Regions from separate parts of the Mus musculus genome. Here regions 2 and 3 are each linked to region 1. A link is a contact called in public Hi-C and promoter capture Hi-C data. All regions are on one chromosome and are shown on one strand. Each heading gives the region's core, a stretch centred on a gene start, on an enhancer-like site or on the middle of the called end of the contact. The rest is flanking DNA. Distances are from core to core; before and after follow the strand shown.

Region 1 (2,863 bases), core at 56-2,555:
CTGGCTCTGACTCTGGCTCTGGCTCTGGCTCTGGCTCTGGCTCTGGCTCTGGCTCTGGCTCTGGCTCTGGCTCTGGCTCTGGCTCTGGCACAGGCAGGCCTCCATACTTTAATATCAAAGGTTTTCCTGGGTTGCCTTGTGCTGTGGTGAGCAATGCAGTAGGGATGGGAGAAATGACAGACATCATTTCTGCCATATTCCAGTGGCTAGAATAGAAGCAAGACCTTAGATGCAGCTTCTAGGAGGGGGTCAGACAATGGTGGAGATGCAGGCAGACATCAAGGCTGAGCCAGAAACTCCTAAAACCAGGATGTACGGTACACAGTGAAAAGCAGGGAAAGTAAGACATGGGAGAGAGGGATGGAGACTTGAGCAGAGGTGAAATGTTCTACATGGATCCTCAAGAGGACACTTTCAAAAGAACTACAGGTAAGTACACCCGGCTGGAGACAGGCAAAAACCCATGCACGCAAAGGCTCTAGTCCGGAGCCTCAGCAGGGTTGAGCAAAACTAGAGGAAAGTGGGAATTGAGTATGTTTGGCTGATGGCACTTTTCAAATGTTAGCACAGTTCACCAAGTTACTAACCACTCTCACCATGGTTCTCATAGGTTCATGCTAGCCCTCTTCCACAGCCTTGGGAAGACTTCTGTTCCCATCAGGCCTCCTCCTGAGCACACCCTTTGCTGGGCTCCATTCTCTGCAGGTGGCATCAGCCCCTACTATGCAGGCCCTGTGTGGATTCTCATGAGCATTTGCTGCAGTGTGAGTGCTGTCCTGTCGGACTAGTCATCTCTCCCATTAGATCTCAGGTTCCAGAGACCTCCTGTTGGTGAAGGTGTCCTCAGGGCTGACAGGTATCACACAGAGGGTGGTGACTCAGACAATGGGAGGGTATTGCCCGGGAGAAAACTGCATCTCCAAACGTTTCCACATGTACTGTACTTACTCTTGTATTTTGGTTTGTTACAACTCAGCTTTAGAAAGAGATGTGTTTATATCTAAAGTGACAGGAAGGGACAAGTGACCAACAGTTTGGAGGCCCTGCAGTACAAGCCCTTGGGGGATAGATAGGAAAGAAGACCGGCATTGAAGAGCGGCAGATATGTTGCTAAGAAGGACCCAGAAAAGCGGAAGAGCACAAGGAGTGAGACCATAGTAGATCTCTGTTTGGATGCAAGGGCCAAAGAACAGAGCCCAGAATAGCACTGAGTAGCTAATGCGCTAAGCCCCGCCCTCCGAGTGCTTCCCGCCCCGCCCCACGTGCTAAACCCCGCCCTTTAGTCAGCCTCTTACTTAATGCCTGGTACCCGGAAACAATGTCAACCTTGAGTACCGCCCATCGCCTCGTCCTTCCGTCCCTCCAGAAACCAGAAGTTCCGCCGCCGAGCGAACACCTTAGATTGTGAGTCACCGAGTTTGTACTTCTGCGCAGGCGCCCTCAGCCCACATCTAACTTGGCTCCTGCGGCGAGACCGCCCTGCTGTCATGGCTCCTCCGTTGTTGTCGCTGCCGCTTTGTATTCTGCCGCCGGGTTCGGGCTCCCCCCGCCTGGTGTGCTACTGCGAGCGGGATAGTGGTGGAGACGGGGACCGCGACGACTTCAACCTCTAGTGAGTGGAGTCTAGGGATGTGGGGTGCGGGAGCATAGCGGGCACGGTGCCTGACAGCCCCTCCCACCCAGTGTGACGGACGCCGCCGAGCTCTGGAGCACCTGCTTCTCGCCTGACAGCCTGGCGAGGCTCGTGAGTAACAGTGCTGGGGATAGGAGACAGCTGGTAGCTTGCCACCCTCCCCCTCCCCGTGGCAGTGGTTCTAATAGCATTTCCAGGGTAGGGCAGTTTGGAATGTCCAGTGGGTCCAGGGTCCTGGGCGGGGTTAGTGACAATTCCTTGTTCCCAGCAGAAAGCCCGATTTGGCCTAAGTGGGGCTGAAGATATCCATTCCCGGTTCAGGTGAGTTCCAGTTAGGGAGGCCATGTGAATGAGAAGCTTGGGGTAGTGCTAACACATCCTGGCCATAACACACATCTCCCTCCTTAGGGCAGCCTGCCAACAGCAGGCAGTAACTGTAAGCCTGCAAGAAGACAGAGCATTGATAACCCTTTCAGGGGATACCCCTGCCCTGGCCTTTGACCTCTCCAAGGTGCCCAGCCCGGAGGCAGCCCCCAGGCTGCAGGCTTTGACTCTCAGCCTGGCAGAGCATGTATGCAACCTAGAGAGGCGGCTGGCAGGTACTGTATGTGTGGGCACCTGTACCTTCCCTCAGGGGCATGCTTTTGCAGACCCTCCTGGCATTGAGTGAGATGCCACGACTCTCTCTTAGCTGCAGAAGAGACCATCACTAGCCCCAAGAAGAACACCCAGCCAGCAGGCACTCAGTTCTTACCAGGTAAGGGGTGGGCCTGGCATGTGGGCTGGGGCTGCTCTTTCTCTGGAACTGCCTCTCCAGATGTCTCATGGGAGAATCTTTCCATGTGGACAGAGTTCTGGCCAGGGTTCTTTGGAGTTCAAGATTTCCCTGATCCTATTTTCTGGCAGAACTTGATCACCAGAGAGGCAGCTCTGGGCCTGGGGTCAGGAGACGGTGTCCAGGGGAGTCTCTCATTAACCCTGGCTTCAAAAGGTACTTGCCACCTGTCTCCCCTGCCCTGGTCCCTTCCTTTTCTTCTATGTATTTACATACTCTTGTCTTCTAGTAAGAAACCAGCTGCTGGTGTAGACTTTGATGAGACCTGAGGACAGCAAAGCCTGTTACTTGGCCAGGAGCCTGCCTGCAAGGAAAGGGGAGATCTAGGACCCCCTAATCAGAGACACCCCTTGCTTCACTTCCCCTGTGGTCCTGCTGTTGGGCAAAGGTGCCTC
Region 2 (2,977 bases), core at 441-2,940, 190 kb after region 1:
ACCTCTGGTCCAGGATTTAAAATTTTTATTTTAAATGCACGACCTATTTAGTACATACGAGATTTGTTCTTGTCATCAGGATCCAGGACTGGCTTCTATAGACAGCACCAGGATAACCTCAACCATCACCACTCCTGGTCAACTTGCCTACTGTTTGGTATCAGGTCTACCACAACTCCACTTTTGCCTTTAACAAGAAACAGACCAGAGAGGTGATTCTCACCTTGTGAAACTCACGCAAAAAAGAGCGCTCATACTCTCCTCGGCAGCGGTCTTCCATCCTTTCCCGGGTCACCTGATGCAGGGTGGTTGTCACGGCCTCAGCACAAACCCGCTCCAGCAGACTGAGCCTATGCCTAGAAAAGATCCCCGCTCATGGAGAACCCACAACACACATCTGTCCCTTACCTAGGAGGGCTCTCCCCATAAAGATACTGCACACACACCCTATGCCTATGTCCAGGACAGTATAAACGTGATGAACAATAATCCCTGGTTACAAGTATGGGCAAAAAAGACATCGCCAGTTAGTCTATAAGCTCTATTGAGAGGTCTTTTGAATTCAGGACTAATGAAGCTTGCAGAGAAACCGCAGCATGGTTAGGAAGCAGTACTCACAGGACCTGGCTCAGCTGGTTGAACTGCTCCAGTGCCTGCCGGCACCAGCACTGCTGCTTGTCACTGCCACATCCTGCGCACAGAGGACTCTGCAAAAGTCGGTAGTACCTGCGGCGGGCATACCGGCTATCTAGCTCACCCTCTAGTTCCGGGTCTGTGCCCCCTTCTCCTTTTCTCTTGCTCTGCATATAGACTCTCAAGAAACGACCATAGAGGCGCTGGACCATCTCCTGGAATGTCCTAGGGGTGGAAAAAAACAGGACTCCCCGCAACATAGTGTGAACTTTCTCCCGAAGCCCCTGAGCTCCAGCGCCCATCAGCAAGCCCAGACGAGTCCATTTCTCTAGGAGTTCTAGGCTATGCAGATAGGGATCCAAGCGGCTTTCCAGCAGACCGAACGCATCCAGGAGCAGCCCAAGGCACTGGGGCTCATCGACAGAGTTTTCTCGCAGAGCGATGGCATTCCAGAACTCCGTGGCAATATTGCCTTGAAGGTCGTTCTGCAGCACTTCCACGAACCACTCCTCCAGGACAGAGTGCAGACCGTGTCCCCTCAGAACCTCCACCGCTGCACGAAGCTCTTCCTCCTTTGGTGGGACTGCACCGCTGGTCCGGGAAGACGCCTGGAGCACGGAAAACCGTGAGCAGAGGGGCGGAATAGGGGTAAAGGGAGAGGAGGGGCATGGAAAAACCCAGCAACCGAAGAGCTGCCAGGGAACCAAACAAATCAGGTAGCTGAGGAAGGAGGCAAGCCCACTACAGGCAGGCCACGGAGCTGTGAGGCCCCAAGGGTGGACCCCCTAAAGTATGCAAAGTCGCGGGAAATCTGCACAGGCCCGACAACCTTTCCCCGGCCTCACCAGCCCCAGCGCGGCCGGCGGCACCAGACCGGTGCTCACAGTATTCCAGGCAACCAAGAGCTCCTGTCCAGGCCTAGAGTCGCAGTCATCGGAGGCAATAATTGTCGCCGCCGCCGCCGCCGCCGCCGCCGCCGCCGCCACCGCCACACCCTCGGCCTCCATCACTGTCCACAAAACAGACCCGCCCAGTAGAGCGCACGGTGATGACGCAAGCGCGGACCTGTGGCGCAGCCGTGACGTTCACCAGCCCGCGCGCTTTGTGGGCAGTGCGCAGGTGCGGACTTAGCTGTGCAGGCGGCGGTTGAGGCTTCCGGACGCGGTGCAGACCATGACCCAACAGGGCGCGGCGCTGCAGAACTACAACAACGAGTTGGTCAAGTGTGAGCGTCGGGCACTGAAGGCCGCGGGCCGGGGCCGGCCGACCCACTCGGGAGGCTGCGTGGACATGCCTCACGAGCCCCGCTCTGCGGCCTGCCCCTCTGTCATTGCTGGTTGGGGTCGGAAGCTCACGAGTCCCCACCCACAGCTCTGTCTTCCCACCCACCCTAGGCATCGAGGAGTTGTGTCAGAAGCGAGAGGAGCTGTGCCGGCAGATCCAGCAAGAGGAGGACGAAAAGCAGCGGCTACAGAATGAGGTGAGGCAGCTCACGGAGAAGTTGGCCCGCGTCAACGAGAACCTGGCGCGCAAGATCGCCTCTCGCAACGAGTTTGACCGGACCATCGCAGAAACCGAGGCCGCCTACCTCAAGGTGGGGCTCTCAGATGTCTGTTGTGAGTGCCTTACTACCATCTGAGGCTAGGTAGGGCCCATTGTGGTTCAGAGGCTGTAGGTGGAACAGTGGGCTGTCTGTGGGTTCCAAAAGTGAGCATTGGTGTATTGGACAGAGTACACGGTGTGGGCCTGAATTAACCCAGCCTGGCTTTGCAGGGTGGAAGAGCTCTGGGACAGGTGCAGAAGGGAGGATGGTTTTACTCCATAACCAGTTGGCTACAGCACAGATGACCAAATTGAGATTTCCATCCTCCATTATTAGAGCCTGAGGCAATGGGACCTTCCTACCAGAGAAATAACATCCTTTTATTTCTCTGGCCCCAGATCCTGGAGAGCTCTCAGACTCTGCTTAGTGTACTCAAAAGAGAAGCTGGGAACCTGACTAAAGCCACAGCTTCAGACCAGAAGAGTAGTGGAGGCAAGGACAGCTGACGAGTGCCTGTTTCAGCCGTGGCCTATGGCTGCTTAGTCCTCAACATGTCTGTCCTAAAGCATCTTTGTTCTTCGTGGCCTCAGATGTCTTTTATCTCTGGTGCCCAGAGGGGCAATTTCTGACCTCCACCTGCCTAGACAAGAAAAGCCCTAGGACAGTCCAATGGAAGAGGTGTTCCCAGCTCCGTACTCACATGTGCTGTGGGGACCCTGAGCAGCTCCATGAGGGGCCTCTCTCTGAAGCTCCTGAATCCCTTTGGGCTACCAGGAATGTCCTGGTCCTGGTCTGAGTACT
Region 3 (2,894 bases), core at 126-2,625, 200 kb before region 1:
TGAGGGACACACTTCGTGGTAGAGGGACATACATATGTAGGAGCATGCTGAGGAGCAAAGACATATATGTGATGTCCATAGTCTCTGAGTAACAGAGTCACACACAGCTGAAGAACACAATATTGAGGTGAAGAGACATGCTTAGGTCTGAAGGACACATATTCTGAGAGTCAGGGACATACTCTGATATAAGCATATTCATCTTGTAGGACACACATTAAGATGACAGGATACACATCTAAAGGTACACACTCTGAGGACCATGGTAATATACATATGATGACACACTTCTTGGGGATCAAGGACATGCATGACCGAGGGAAGCAAGGTCATACATCCGAGGGCCACTCTGGGATGAAAGTACACACTTTAAAGGGACCTTCTGAGACCATGTCTTTGCGGAAGAATCTGGCTTCAACTTGTGGAACCGGAAGGTGTCTCCTGGCCAATCGATATATGTGAACTTTGGCAGGGATGGATTGCGTACCAAGATGAGGAGATAACACGGGTCAACCTTGCCTCCCTTCTCAGACCTTGACATCTGTCTGTCAGAAGCTGACATATCTCATGACCCTGGAGCTAGGAAACTGGACCTTAAGGCTGTCTGGTCAGCTACTCGCTTTACTCAGAGTCCAGGATGACAGGGGGAAGGCCATAGAGTTGTAGGCCAGCCCCTAAACTGACTTGGTAGACAATGAAACATCCACAATGCCAAAGATGTCTGGCCTCATCTGAAACGGTTGCCTCCCCATCCCCCTCTATTGCTGAAGCTGCAGCACAGATGTACACAGAGGTATCTCTGGGGAAAGCCCAGATCACTGTACAGACTGCCCCAACTTCCCTCTATGGCCATAGATAAAGCCTTAACTCACTTGTAATAGGTGGTGGTCAGAGCCAGAAGGTTCTCTTTCAGCTCAACCACCATGGCTCCCATCTTCTCCTCCTTGTGTGCCAAGCCGTATGCACCCATCTTGGAGGCAAGGGCAATTTCATACCAGAAGCCTAAAAACTAGGGGATAGGGAGTAGAGAAAGGAACTACCCAAGTGTACCATCATCCAGGACCTGAGACCCTGGGGGCCATTCTCTGCCCCTCCTTTCCAAGGGATGCAACAGTCTAGAAAGATCTAGTAGTAAAGGGTTCTACATGGTAGAGTACTGAAAGTTGACTCTGGGCAGGAGCCAACCCCCATAGAAAGCACTGAGCCTGGCCCACCGTAACTGTGACTACCTTGTTTACGTCGAAGTCCTTCACCACTGCAGCCTCTGTGCCAGCTGCCAGCCCCACACACAGTCCCAGCAAGGTGAAGAGCATGATGCTCTCCATATGCCTAGCAACTGAGCACATGGGTTCAGCTCCCCACCAGAAGCCATAGCTTTTGGCTCAGAGCCTCTGGACTTTATATCCTTCCCTGTGGATGCTTGGAATCTGCATAGAAGGTTCTCATAGGTGGGTTGGAAGCACACTGTAAACCAGTCAAGTGGATCACCCACCTGCTAGATAGTGGGACCCTAGGGGACTGCCTCCAGGAGACACAGATCTTGCCTCTGGGTGTCCACTCATGTATGCATCTATCCATCCACTCAGTAATTGAGCCTATTCTTTCCAGATGTGTGGGTGACAGAGCAGGTTCCACCAAGGCTCCTTGGCAGGCTTTGGTCATAGGCACAGGGGCACAACTCTGTCAGCTGTAGCAGGTGATCCAGGCATCAGAGGCCTGGAGATGGCGGGGGCAGGACTGAGGGCACTAGAGCCATTCGTGGTTGAATCTGTGCAGTTCTGTGTTCAGCAGACTGAGACTCTTAAGGAGTGGGCCAGAACATCATAATCCCTCCAGCCCTGTGACTGTCTTTCTAGTACTTTGAAGAAGCCATGGCAGTTAGCCAAGGGCACCAGATGATCAACCAACATGCCCGGGCTGAAGCCAGCACTGCTGCCCCGGCATTATCTTTACCCACAAAGTTGTCTTTATGGACAGAGACCACAATTTCCAGCTTCCAGGTGAAGAGCTGAGCATATAGGGCCAAGCCACCTGTGCAGGCTCAACAGCAAAGAGACAGCCTCTTGTTATATCAACCCTTAGGTATAGCTCAGGCCCTGATCCTTCAGGGCACAGATAAGGATAGAGGGATATTGTCAACTACAGCCAGTGTTCAAATTATAAGGAGAGGGAGAGAGGAGCCAGGGAGAAGGCATGAAGAACAGTTAAGAACTATAAAAATTATTCAGGGCTATAAAAGTGTAGAAATGGATATGTACTGTACACAGAAGTGGTGGCCCATTGGATTCTCTGGTAACCCAGCTAATGGGCCGATGCACCCTTTTTCTCCCTGACAGAAGCCAGTGTTCCCAGCTCTTGAAACCAGTCAACCAGCTATTTTGAGGGAGCCCAGATCAAGTCAGGCAACCACTGGGACTGTGCCCAGGCTCCTCTCCATCTCAGCCAGCCCCAGATGAGCAGCCAAGTCTCGAGTCCTCCCTGCAAACCTCAAAAGAATGTTGGGTCTGTTCAGAACTGAGCTGTCTTGATGCTGATAATCTCATGCTAGAATTTGTGATTTGGAAGTGATCCCTGAAGGCCAATGAAGCAAGCTCTGGAACTTCTGGCACCAGGAGTTTTGTGCGGCCGCTGTATGACCAGCAGTAAGGATCTGTACTCTTAGAAAGTCTCTGTGCAAAAAAAAAAAAAAAAAAAAGCCTCCTGTGTTTTGATCAAATAAACAAATCCTTCAGGATCTTGCTAACTGTATGCTGCCACACCTATCCTCCAAGATTCACACAGCAACCACTGCAAAACCTTTGCCATCTGCCCACCAAGCTCCAGACTGCTCTCATTTTTGCTTGTAGCATCCTGGGGTGCCACCAGCACTTATGAGCAGGAGGGACACTGTCACA

The links. Hi-C and Micro-C count contacts between places; a contact is called where the count stands out from the background. Capture Hi-C pulls out chosen DNA fragments and counts their contacts.
Region 2: a Hi-C map of natural killer cells shows a contact between it and region 1, with 4 times the contacts expected there. The contact joins the promoter of Anapc2 here to the promoter of Paxx in region 1. A contact is called at or near these places in 11 of 39 promoter capture datasets (the 3T3-L1 cell line, the C10 cell line, the HPC-7 cell line and 5 more), 5 of 484 Hi-C or Micro-C datasets (CD4 T cells, the G1E-ER4 cell line, group 2 innate lymphoid cells and 2 more), 4 of 115 datasets of contacts at active chromatin or transcription factors (the SCID.adh cell line, effector CD8 T cells, embryonic stem cells and 1 more) and 4 of 9 other capture datasets (adipose tissue, liver, macrophages and 1 more).
Region 3: a contact with region 1 is called in a promoter capture Hi-C map of pancreatic islet. The contact joins the promoter of Lcn5 here to the promoter of Paxx in region 1. A contact is called at or near these places in 1 of 39 promoter capture datasets (cranial neural crest) and 1 of 9 other capture datasets (pancreatic islet).

The regions. Positions count from the first base shown.
Region 1 is chr2:25,459,536-25,462,398 of GRCm38.p6, reverse strand. It overlaps Paxx (non-homologous end joining factor), which reads left to right and starts at 1,305. Exons shown (of 7, transcript NM_153557.1): 1 at 1,305-1,612; 2 at 1,684-1,744; 3 at 1,905-1,954; 4 at 2,042-2,232; 5 at 2,325-2,390; 6 at 2,540-2,624; 7 at 2,698-2,863. The coding sequence starts at 1,488. The coding sequence ends at 2,737.
Region 2 is chr2:25,271,179-25,274,155 of GRCm38.p6, reverse strand. Anapc2 (anaphase promoting complex subunit 2) reads right to left here and starts at 1,690. Exons shown (of 13, transcript NM_175300.4): 1 at 1,479-1,690; 2 at 619-1,241; 3 at 224-356. The coding sequence starts at 1,640. Ssna1 (SS nuclear autoantigen 1) reads left to right here and starts at 1,738. Exons shown (of 3, transcript NM_023464.2): 1 at 1,738-1,858; 2 at 2,028-2,227; 3 at 2,575-2,977. The coding sequence starts at 1,807. The coding sequence ends at 2,682.
Region 3 is chr2:25,656,433-25,659,326 of GRCm38.p6, reverse strand. Lcn5 (lipocalin 5) reads right to left here and starts at 1,375. Exons shown (of 7, transcript NM_007947.3): 1 at 1,230-1,375; 2 at 873-1,009. The coding sequence starts at 1,346.